2 separate regions of the Mus musculus genome follow, and region 2 is linked to region 1. A link is a contact called in public HiChIP or PLAC-seq data. All regions are on one chromosome and are shown on one strand. The core of a region is the stretch at or near the end of the contact, and the rest is flanking DNA. Distances in the headings are between cores, read along the strand shown.

Region 1 (4,464 bases), core at 1,214-3,713:
ACCAAGACGAGAATTTCCAAAGCTGACATCTTTCTGACAAGGAAACCTGACTGAAAACTAAGAAAAGACAAACCAAATGAGCTTCTGGTCTAGGAAACCCAGAAGGAAGGAAGGAAGGAAGGAAGGAAGGGAGGGAGGGAGGGAGGGAGGGAGGGAGGGAGGGAGGGAGGGAGGATAGATGGCAGGCAGGCAGGCAGGCAGGCTGGCTGTTCCAATGCTGGCCAGCACATGGATGCTCCCCGGATGTTTATCCTTCACTGCTGTGCTCCCAGGGCTTAGGAGCCACAGGGTCAGAGCAGGCACTCACAGGCAATGAAGGGCAGGTTTGGAGGGCCAGGGCGGGGGGGGGGGGGGGGGGGGGGGAATAGCTCTGCGGGTAAGATGCTATGCAAGCATGAGAACTTGAGTTCAGATCCCCTCATGTAAAAAGCTGGGTGTGGTGTGTGTAATCCCAATGGGATGTGAATACAGTAGCACCAGCAAACCAGTCTAGTCAAGCAGGGTGGGGGGACGAAAGCCTGTCTCAGTAAAATTGAAACCGATAGGATAAGAAACCCAAAGGTTTTTATATTGTATCTGGCCTCTGCAGATACCGGGACATTCTCTTTCTCACACACATAGTCACATACACCCACCTCCCCACCCCCACACACAAAACAAATGACAATATTGGCCTACACATGATTACCCTGCTTCTCAAACTGCCAAGAAGTAACCAAACAGCTATAAAAGTAGGTAAAACCTTTATATGCACTGTATGTGCCAGAAGAATATGGGAGTGTAATGAGCGCACTTTGAGAACAGGACAGATGAAATGTCTACTGGCAATAAGCTCGGGCTGGCAGAGTAGAAAGAAAACAAAACAAAACAAAACAAAAAACAAAACAAAACAAAAAAAACCCTCAGATTAAAAAAAAGGGGGGGGGTCTTAATGACACCAGAAGATATACCAGCACCACTGAGCAGATGGCTCAGGTTCACTACCCTGGTCCATGCCTAAGGTATCACAGCTCCTAAAGAGGGATACCCAGTCAGTTGGAGAAGAGAGAACATGCTGGAGTTTCTCCCTCCCTACTTCTACAAAAACAGAGCCAGTAGGTCCCATCTCATCAGCCAGGCTCCAGGCATCAGCAGTAATCAGATGCAGGGGCACTCCCGGATCTGCCTGGGAGGAGTCCTGGGATCCAGGTGTCTCCATGCTTTGACATCTCTGGAATCAGTGGCATCTTACAAGTGCTCCAGCCAGCCAGAAGTCCTGCCAAGAGTGGGGAAGCCCACTGAGATCTTCCTCTAGAAGAGCAAAAGCCCATTAGTGGCAGCACATCTGCACTTCAAAGAATGGTACTACAGATGCTGCAAGTGTGTCAAGCACACATTTGGAAGCACACCAGTAAGGGAAACACATGCAGACAGACAGTCAGCTTAGGCTGGCTCCCTGAGGCAGGAAGACAGAGTGCTCCTCAGCAAACACCTGCTTCACTTAGGGCCACAGAAACATCGTTGTTGTAAAAGAAACTATGTTACTGACAAGAGAAAAAACAGAAACCAACAAGGTTGAAGAGTTAACTTCTGATCTACAGCAGCAAACAAAAGCTAGATGACTGACCACTAGCCAAGTATAGACTGACTGGCCAGGTGCTTTACTGCTTTGCAATGAGAAGAAATAGAAGAAAAAAAGAGAAGAAATAGAAGAAAGTCTTTCAGAAAACTTAAAACGTAGCGCTTTGACATAACCACGACACCCAAGCGTGTGACCAGCAATTTATTTTTCATTGTAGTACGTCAGAGTGCCACGCCATGGCAGATTGTAACAATGTAAATTTTTACGTGTCACTGACAGTTTGGAGAATATAGATCTACAGGGTCCATCCACGGTGTTAAACACAACCAAAAGCAGACTCTAACACTAATGACCACAGACACACAAAAATGTTTCCCCCATTGCTAACAAAATAGCAGACTAGATGGATGCCTGCAGACAGTCATCTAGTAAAGGGCACCTGGACTGCGGGCATAAAACAAAGTTCACATGGCAGTTTAGCTGCCATGGTTCAAATCACGGAAAATAATGAGTGCCACATATATAGATCCCTGTTACTCCTGCAGTGACTTCAGGCTGGAGCCCAAGCTTGCCTTAGCCCTCCTATTACTATACTATAGCTTGTCAGTCTGGAAAAAGCCTGCTTTAAGAAAGAAATCTGGTTTGACACCCTTGTGTCTGGAATTCTTGAAAGACAAAGCAGAAAACTCTGAGCCCTGAGAGGAAGTTGGAGACACTACTTATCTTAGATTTAGTTACACCGAACATAAGACTATGAAGACAAAAGTTTTCCTAGAAAACATCTTTGCGGTCTTGGGCCTGGAGAAGGAATATGACACTGTCAAGACAACCAGGACTACATAAAACAAAGCACGGCTCCTGTGTCTGTAGTTCTCAACCTGTGGTGATGTGGAACAACCCTCTCACAGGGTCACCTCAGACCATCAGAAAACACAGATGTTTACACTATGACTCATGACAGCAAAACCACAGCTATGAAGTAGCAACAAAATGATGTTATTGGGGTGGGGTGTGTGTGTGTGTGTCACCAAACATGAGGATCTGTATTAAAGGGTCGCAGCATTAGGAAGGCTGAGAACCATTGCTCTACATGCCATTCACACGAGACAAAAGACTGCACACAGTAGTGGAAGATAAAATCCCAAAATGCATCAGAGAGAATAAAGTGCCCCCAAACCCACCCAGAAATCATGAAGAGAATATGACGAAGATAACAGGATGAGAAGGTCTAAGGCTAGCAACTTATTGACCCGTTTTCACTCATCAAAAGGATCTATTTCTATCTGGATACAGTGTACTTTGGCGACAGTCACTGCTCCCATTATTCATTCTCTCTCTCTCTCTCTCTCTCTCTCTCTCTCTCTCTGTCTCTCTCTCTCTTCCCCCCCTTTCTGTCCCTACCTGCTGCTAGAGCCCCCACCCCACCCCCTTTCTGTTTTCATGCCTTATTACTGTTAGGTCTCAGAAAGTCAGGATGTCCAGAAATGAGCTCAGGCTGGACTATAGAAGGATTTCTGGTGGTTAGATAAAAGCCAGCATTCCTCATCCCCAAAATGGGCTTCCCATCCCCAAAAGGTCATTTCCTTTGCCTCTGGAGAGGGGGTGTGCACCAGTGATTGCATTTCAAAGCCCATGCTGGCCTCCAGGTTTCCTCAGTCTCTGCTCACAAGTACTTGTTACACTTCTCAAAGGCTAGTCCTTCTCAGCTCAGGCTCCCCTCCCTCTCTCCAGATTCCCGTTTGGTCTCTATAATGGCACAGACCCTAACTGCCTCCAACCACTACTCTCTGTGCTCCCGGTTCTCTTGCTTCTGGCCATGTCCAGTCTGCTTTCTTTCTGTCTGCTCCCGATATTCTCTTATTCACAATAAAAACCTTCCCCCTAATAATGGGGTGATCATCTGGGCAGTGATCAATGCACCCCCACATACATTTATCATTATCATCATCATCATCTGATTCTGCATATGCAAGAAAAAAATGGTATTTGTCTGAGTCTGGTTAATTTCTTTTAACCCGATGATCTCCAGTTCCACCCACTTTCCTGCAAATGTTGCAATTCTGTTGTTCTCTAAGGCTGAATAAAATGTATACCATATTTTCTTTATCCATTTATCTGCTGATGGATAACTCATTAGGCTTTGTAGCTTGACTCTTGCAAATATACCTCAATAAATATGAGTTTGTAGGTATATTTATTTACTATATGCTGACCTGGATGCCTGCTGGTATCTACCCAAAAGCGACATGAATCATCTGGTAGTTATTTTAGTTTGAAGAATCCCTACACTGATAAAATCTGGTGATTCATTCCTATTGGTCCATTTCATGCTAAGACATTGTCTTAAATCTCTCATGTGAATGTGCTGAACAATCAATTTATATACAAACTCAGTCCCCTAATAATTCACTGTATCTGGAAGGCTGTAATTAAGTCAGCAGCAGCAGCAGGGACCTTCTGAACTAAAACAGTCTTGCAACTTTTAGATTTGGGCATAAGCTTAGAGTAATAAGCTCTACTTCCTTTCCCCTCTTTTTATAAAGATATCTTGCTTTAAGAATATACACCTCAGCCAGGTGTGGTGGCACACGCCTTTAATCCCAGCACTCGGGAGGCAGGGGCAGGTGGATTTCTGAGACCAGCCTGGTCTACAAAGTGAGTTCCAGGACAGCTAGGGCTACACAGAGAAACCCTGTCTTGAAAATTAAAAAAAAAAAAAAAAAAAAAAAAGACTATACACCTCCTTTTTTTCTCGGGATATTTATATTGATAATGCAGTACTGTTCACGTCTAGGCTTATGAATAAAAAGAATTGTTAGAGGCCATATCAGAAATTTCTCACAAAATTAAAACCAAACCACAGTTTAGAACCTTAATAATTTCATCTACTACCATTTCTCTCT
Region 2 (4,549 bases), core at 55-2,554, 82 kb before region 1:
ACTGGATAGCATCAGGATCAAATAATCAATATTCTTGCTATCTGCTGTTTCGATTGTCTCTTTCCCCTCCTCCTCCTCTTCCTTCTGTCTTCCTCCTCTTCCTCCTGTCTTCCTCCTCTTCCTCCTGTCTTCCTCCTCTTCCTCCTGTCTTCCTCCTCCTCCTTCTGCCTTCCTCTTCTTCCTTCTGTCTTCTTCCTCTTCCTCCTGTCTTCCTCCTCTTCCTCCTGTCTTCCTCCTCTTCCTCCTGTCTTCCTCCTCTTCCTCCTGTCTTCCTCCTGTCTTCCTCCTCTTCCTTCTGTCTTCCTCCTCTTCCTCCTGTCTTGCTCCTCTTCCTCCTGTCTTCCTCCTGTCTTCCTCCTCTTCCTTCTGTCTTCCTCCTCTTCCTCCTGTCTTCCTCCTGTCTTCCTCCTCTTCCTTCTGTCTTCCTCCTCTCCTTCTGTCTTCCTCCTCTTCCTTCTGTCTTCTTCCTCTTCCTCCTGTCTTCCTCCTCTTCCTCCTGTCTTCCTCCTCTTCCTTCTGTCTTCCTCTTCTTCCTTCTGTCTTCTTCCTCTTCCTCCTGTCTTCCTCCTCTTCCTTCTGTCTTCCTCCTCTTCCTCCTGTCTTCCTCCTCTTCCTCCTGTCTTCCTCCTGACTTCCTCCTGTCTTCCTCCTCTTCCTTCTGTCTTCCTCCTCTTCCTTCTGTCTTCCTCTTCTTCCTTCTGTCTTCTTCCTCTTCCTCCTGTCTTCCTCCTCTTCCTTCTGTCTTCCTCCTCTTCCTCCTGTCTTCCTCCTCTTCCTTCTGTCTCCTCTTCTTCCTCCTGTCTTCCTCCTCTTCCTTCTGTCTTCCTCCTCTTCCTCCCATCTTCCTCCACTTCCTTCTTCTACTTCGCCATTCATGAGAAGAACCAATGAACTTTTGAGATCCTTCCCACACAGCTCAACAAAATGACAGATCAGTTGGGGGGAGGGTCTCTTTCCCTAGAACTTTCTGCTCACAGTTTCTCTATGTGTTGGCCTTTAGTCAGACAGTCAGATATGTCCTAAGAAGTAACCCATCTATTACCACAGAGCAGAAATACAGTTTCCTCAGTCTGTTTCCTTTAAGGCCTTGGGCTATCTTTATATATGCAAAACATGGTCCTGAGAAAGCCCCTTATCTGCTCTCTCAAGCCCCCCACTTCCTTCTAGCCCCCCTCACTTCCTTCTCTGTGGTCCCCACCTTGCACTTCAGTTTCATGGGAATCCCCAACCTTATTCTAGGACAGATCGAAGTTACAGTGGCCAGGATCTTCAAAGGCAACTTGAACTTACCCAGGAGGCTGTGGTGGGCACCCTTGAACGAGACTGTGTCAGCTTCAGAAGGAGGTAGTGCTTGGTTTCCAACAGTGGGAGAGCCTGAGCTCTCTTCAGGTTAATTTCCCTCCAGCAACAGCCTGGACTAACTTAATCTCATGGGTTCTCTGAGTAGCTAAAGGTTTTCTGGAAAGAAGCAGGCTGTACATATTTCAGACTTCAAAGACCATGGAGGTCTATGCTGTAAGTCTTTACCTTTGTATGTTACCCTGAAGCAGCCACAGGTAAGACCTATGTGAACAGGTAAAGTCTCCATCACTCCTTTGTAGACTCTGAAATGCTTCACGTGATCGTCACAGGCCATTGGATAGGATTCTTCTAATCTGCTTTCCCAACCATTTAGTAATATAAAAATCACCTTAGTGGGGCTGGTGAGATGGCTCAGCGGGTAAGAGCACTGACTGCTCTTCCAGAGGTCCTGAGTCCAAATCCCAGCAACCACATGGTGGCTCACAACCACCCATAATGAGATCTGAAGACAGCTACGGTGTACTTACATATAATAAATAAATAAAATCTAAAAAAAAAAAAATCGCCTTAGCTTGTGAGCCACAGCAAACCCCCAGAGCTGGCACAGGTCCAGGAGCCAGAGTTCCTGGATGCTGGCACTGCACGTCACTAAGTGCTTTGGGCCCAGTCTTGTTTGCACTTTTAGTACTGCATGTGGGGACTGCAACAAATTATAACCAGTTCTCCCAGATGACGCTGGGATTCCTGTCTGGATCTTCGCTGCCTTTGGTCAGAAAGGCATGGAATTATTCTCCTTAATTTTATTTGTATGCCAGGATGGACTGACAAAGGCCTCCAATCAAAGCAGTGGGTAGGTAGAGGCAGGCGGGTTTGTGAGAGTGCTCTGTGAGTCTGAGGCCAGCCTCGTCTCTGTAGTGAGTTCCCGGTCAGTCGGTCTACGTAGGGAGACCTTGTCTCAAAAACCAGGAAAACAGAAACCTTATTTGTGATGTGACTATGTGCACTATGTGTGTCAAGTAGGACTGAGTTTTTCTCCTGGCAGCAGACTGTCCCAGTGGTGTCTGTTGGAGGGTGTTTTCCTTCCTGGAAAGTCTGTAAAGCCTTTCATTAAAGCCGTGGATTAAGTCACTAACCGTGTTACCCTCTGCGTCTGGGGTGGCTGTTATTTGCTGCTGATGGCTGGCTAATGAGCTCCACGTTGGCCTGGTTCCTTTGGTTCTGTAATACGTTCTAGCTGAGAGGAAAGCTAGCAAGAGCACACACTTACTTAGGAACTTGGAGTAGCGTTTAGCTTGGTCCCTCCCATGCCCAAGATGTCTCCACTCCTTATCAGGGGGTAAAATGAAAAATGATGAATATTCAAGTTCACTGCCAGGAGGTGAAACCAATGGAGACACAGTCCTAGTCAGGGTCCTGAAGTGGGTGTCAGTGGGCCGCAGATCTGCTGATAAAGGGCATGGTTTCAATGGCTGCCTCCCTTGTCCCCTCTCCCGTCCCCTCTCCTGTCCCCTCTCCCATCCCTTTCCCCCCATTTTCTGGTGTTGAAAGCAGATTGGCGGTAGCCATCCTGATTTTTAAAAATCATTTACTTGTTTAAAAAAGGTGTCGATCAGGTCAGAGTGCTTTCTATAACTTTGTGGAATAATAGTTTATAAAATAGCTTTTCTCTGTAACTATGGGGGAAATTAGGCAAATACTAGCTAAATTCTGAGAGACAGAGAGAGAGAGAGAGAGAGAGAGAGAGAGAGAGAGAGAGATCCATTTGTCTATTCATTCACTTAATAAGGTGAGACAGGGTTTCTCTGTGCAGCCCTGGCTGTCCTGGAACTCACTCTGTAGACCAGGCTGGCCTCAGAAATTTCTGGAACTCAGAAATTTGCCTGCCTCTGCCTCCCAAGTGCTGGGATTAAAGGCGTGTGCCACCACTGCCCCACTCACTTAATAAGTCTTGATCTAAGATTTCCGTGAGGTTAAGCATAAAAATTAAATAAATGACCTCATTGTCAAAGATCAGTTCGGACACAGAGAAGGAATGGGGAATCTATGTGGACAGTGGTTTCTGCTTTGTAGTTCAGAGAAGAGCAATGTGAGCTTTCGGCACAGATACCTGCCCTCAGAGGTCCGACAAGAACAGGTTCCCAGCACAGAGTGTCTATATTTTCTAGGCTTCACGGACCCTTCCTCGCCCTCCAGGAGAGCTTTTCCTCGTCCAGATTGCCTTGTGCTCGGAATATTATATTCCTCCCCTGGGAGCTTAGAGCCAATCAGGTTACCACAGCCTGAGATAGGGCAAGGAGGACACCAGCACCTTGGAGAGTGTGCTAGGCGAACAGGAGAAGGGAAGAGAGCCATTCCAGATGGAGATGGAAGGTCCTCATCAGAAGAGTGGTGGCGTACACCCCCAACCCCAATCTTGGAATTAAGGCTGAAGTTTCACAGGGCTTAAACCAGTTAGTACAGATGAGTGAACTTTTGTGGGGAAATGGAAATTGGCTGGTAGGTGGTCTTTGTACCACAGAAACATTGTTAAGATCTTCAGAGGTGGGCAGCTAACAGGGGTGCCAGCGGCTATCACAGTACAGAGCTGTTTGCAAGCCAGGACAATGTCTCATCTTCAGTGGCTGAGGAAATGATATCCGGAGGAATGCTGGGTGGTCACCTGGCTTTGTCACCATAACACAGTCACTTCCCTTCAGAGGTTTTTAACAAAACCTGTGTCAAAGAAACATCCTGAGCTCTTTACATGGAAGGTGAGGCCTGAAGGACTTAGTCCAGGATTTCTATAAATAATGGGATTCTGGGGTCTGTGGGGATGGCTCAGTCTGTAAAGTGCTTGCCTTTGAACGTAAGGAACCGAGTCCGATCACCAGCACCCCCTATAAAAATGTTCTGCACATGTAATCTTAGCACTGGGAAGGCAGTGATAGGAGGATCACTGGTGAGCTCCAAGCCCATGAGCAATCTTGCAGCAAAGGAAGTAGATGGTGTGTCCCTGAGGGTGACACCCACAGTTGTCCTCTGGTTTCCACATGCACACAAACACATGTTCATGAGACATACATTTATTAAAAAATAATGTGTTTCTATGATCCACTTTTCACTGAACCTCAGAAACTATCAAGGAGGTGACAGCCTGTGGAGTGAAGGAAGATCTCACAGGATTATGGGTACAGACGCTCTTAGCTATGGAGAAGATAACCAGAATACTCAACTTCCAGGAGGCTTGCAGACCTTGGATGAAATCATG

Evidence for each region. HiChIP or PLAC-seq counts read pairs in DNA pulled down with a chosen protein or histone mark.
Region 2: a contact with region 1 is called in a BATF HiChIP or PLAC-seq map of CD8 T cells, with 17 read pairs. The contact joins two enhancer-like sites. A contact is called at or near these places in 5 of 39 promoter capture datasets (the HPC-7 cell line, the SN4741 cell line, hematopoietic stem and progenitor cells and 2 more), 2 of 15 datasets of contacts at CTCF or cohesin (CD8 T cells and the NIH/3T3 cell line), 7 of 484 Hi-C or Micro-C datasets (the C2C12 cell line, CD4 T cells, CD8 T cells and 3 more), 7 of 115 datasets of contacts at active chromatin or transcription factors (CD8 T cells, the HPC-7 cell line, bone marrow-derived macrophages and 4 more) and 3 of 9 other capture datasets (adipose tissue, liver and pancreatic islet).

Annotation. Positions count from the first base shown.
Region 1 is chr4:59,202,895-59,207,358 of GRCm38.p6, reverse strand. The region is part of intron 1 of Ugcg (UDP-glucose ceramide glucosyltransferase); the gene reads right to left. Among named protein-coding and RNA genes, the nearest start is that of Ugcg, 16 kb to the right of the region's middle. Within about 2 kb of position 2,463, at least 89 of the 459 cell types and tissues checked have an H3K27ac peak or open chromatin away from gene starts, as enhancers often do. A contact at or near this core is called in CD8 T cells and regulatory T cells, where this site is marked.
Region 2 is chr4:59,283,911-59,288,459 of GRCm38.p6, reverse strand. No RefSeq gene overlaps it. Among named protein-coding and RNA genes, the nearest start is that of Gm35578, 4.5 kb to the right of the region's middle. Within about 2 kb of position 1,304, at least 27 of the 459 cell types and tissues checked have an H3K27ac peak or open chromatin away from gene starts, as enhancers often do. A contact at or near this core is called in CD8 T cells and regulatory T cells, where this site is marked.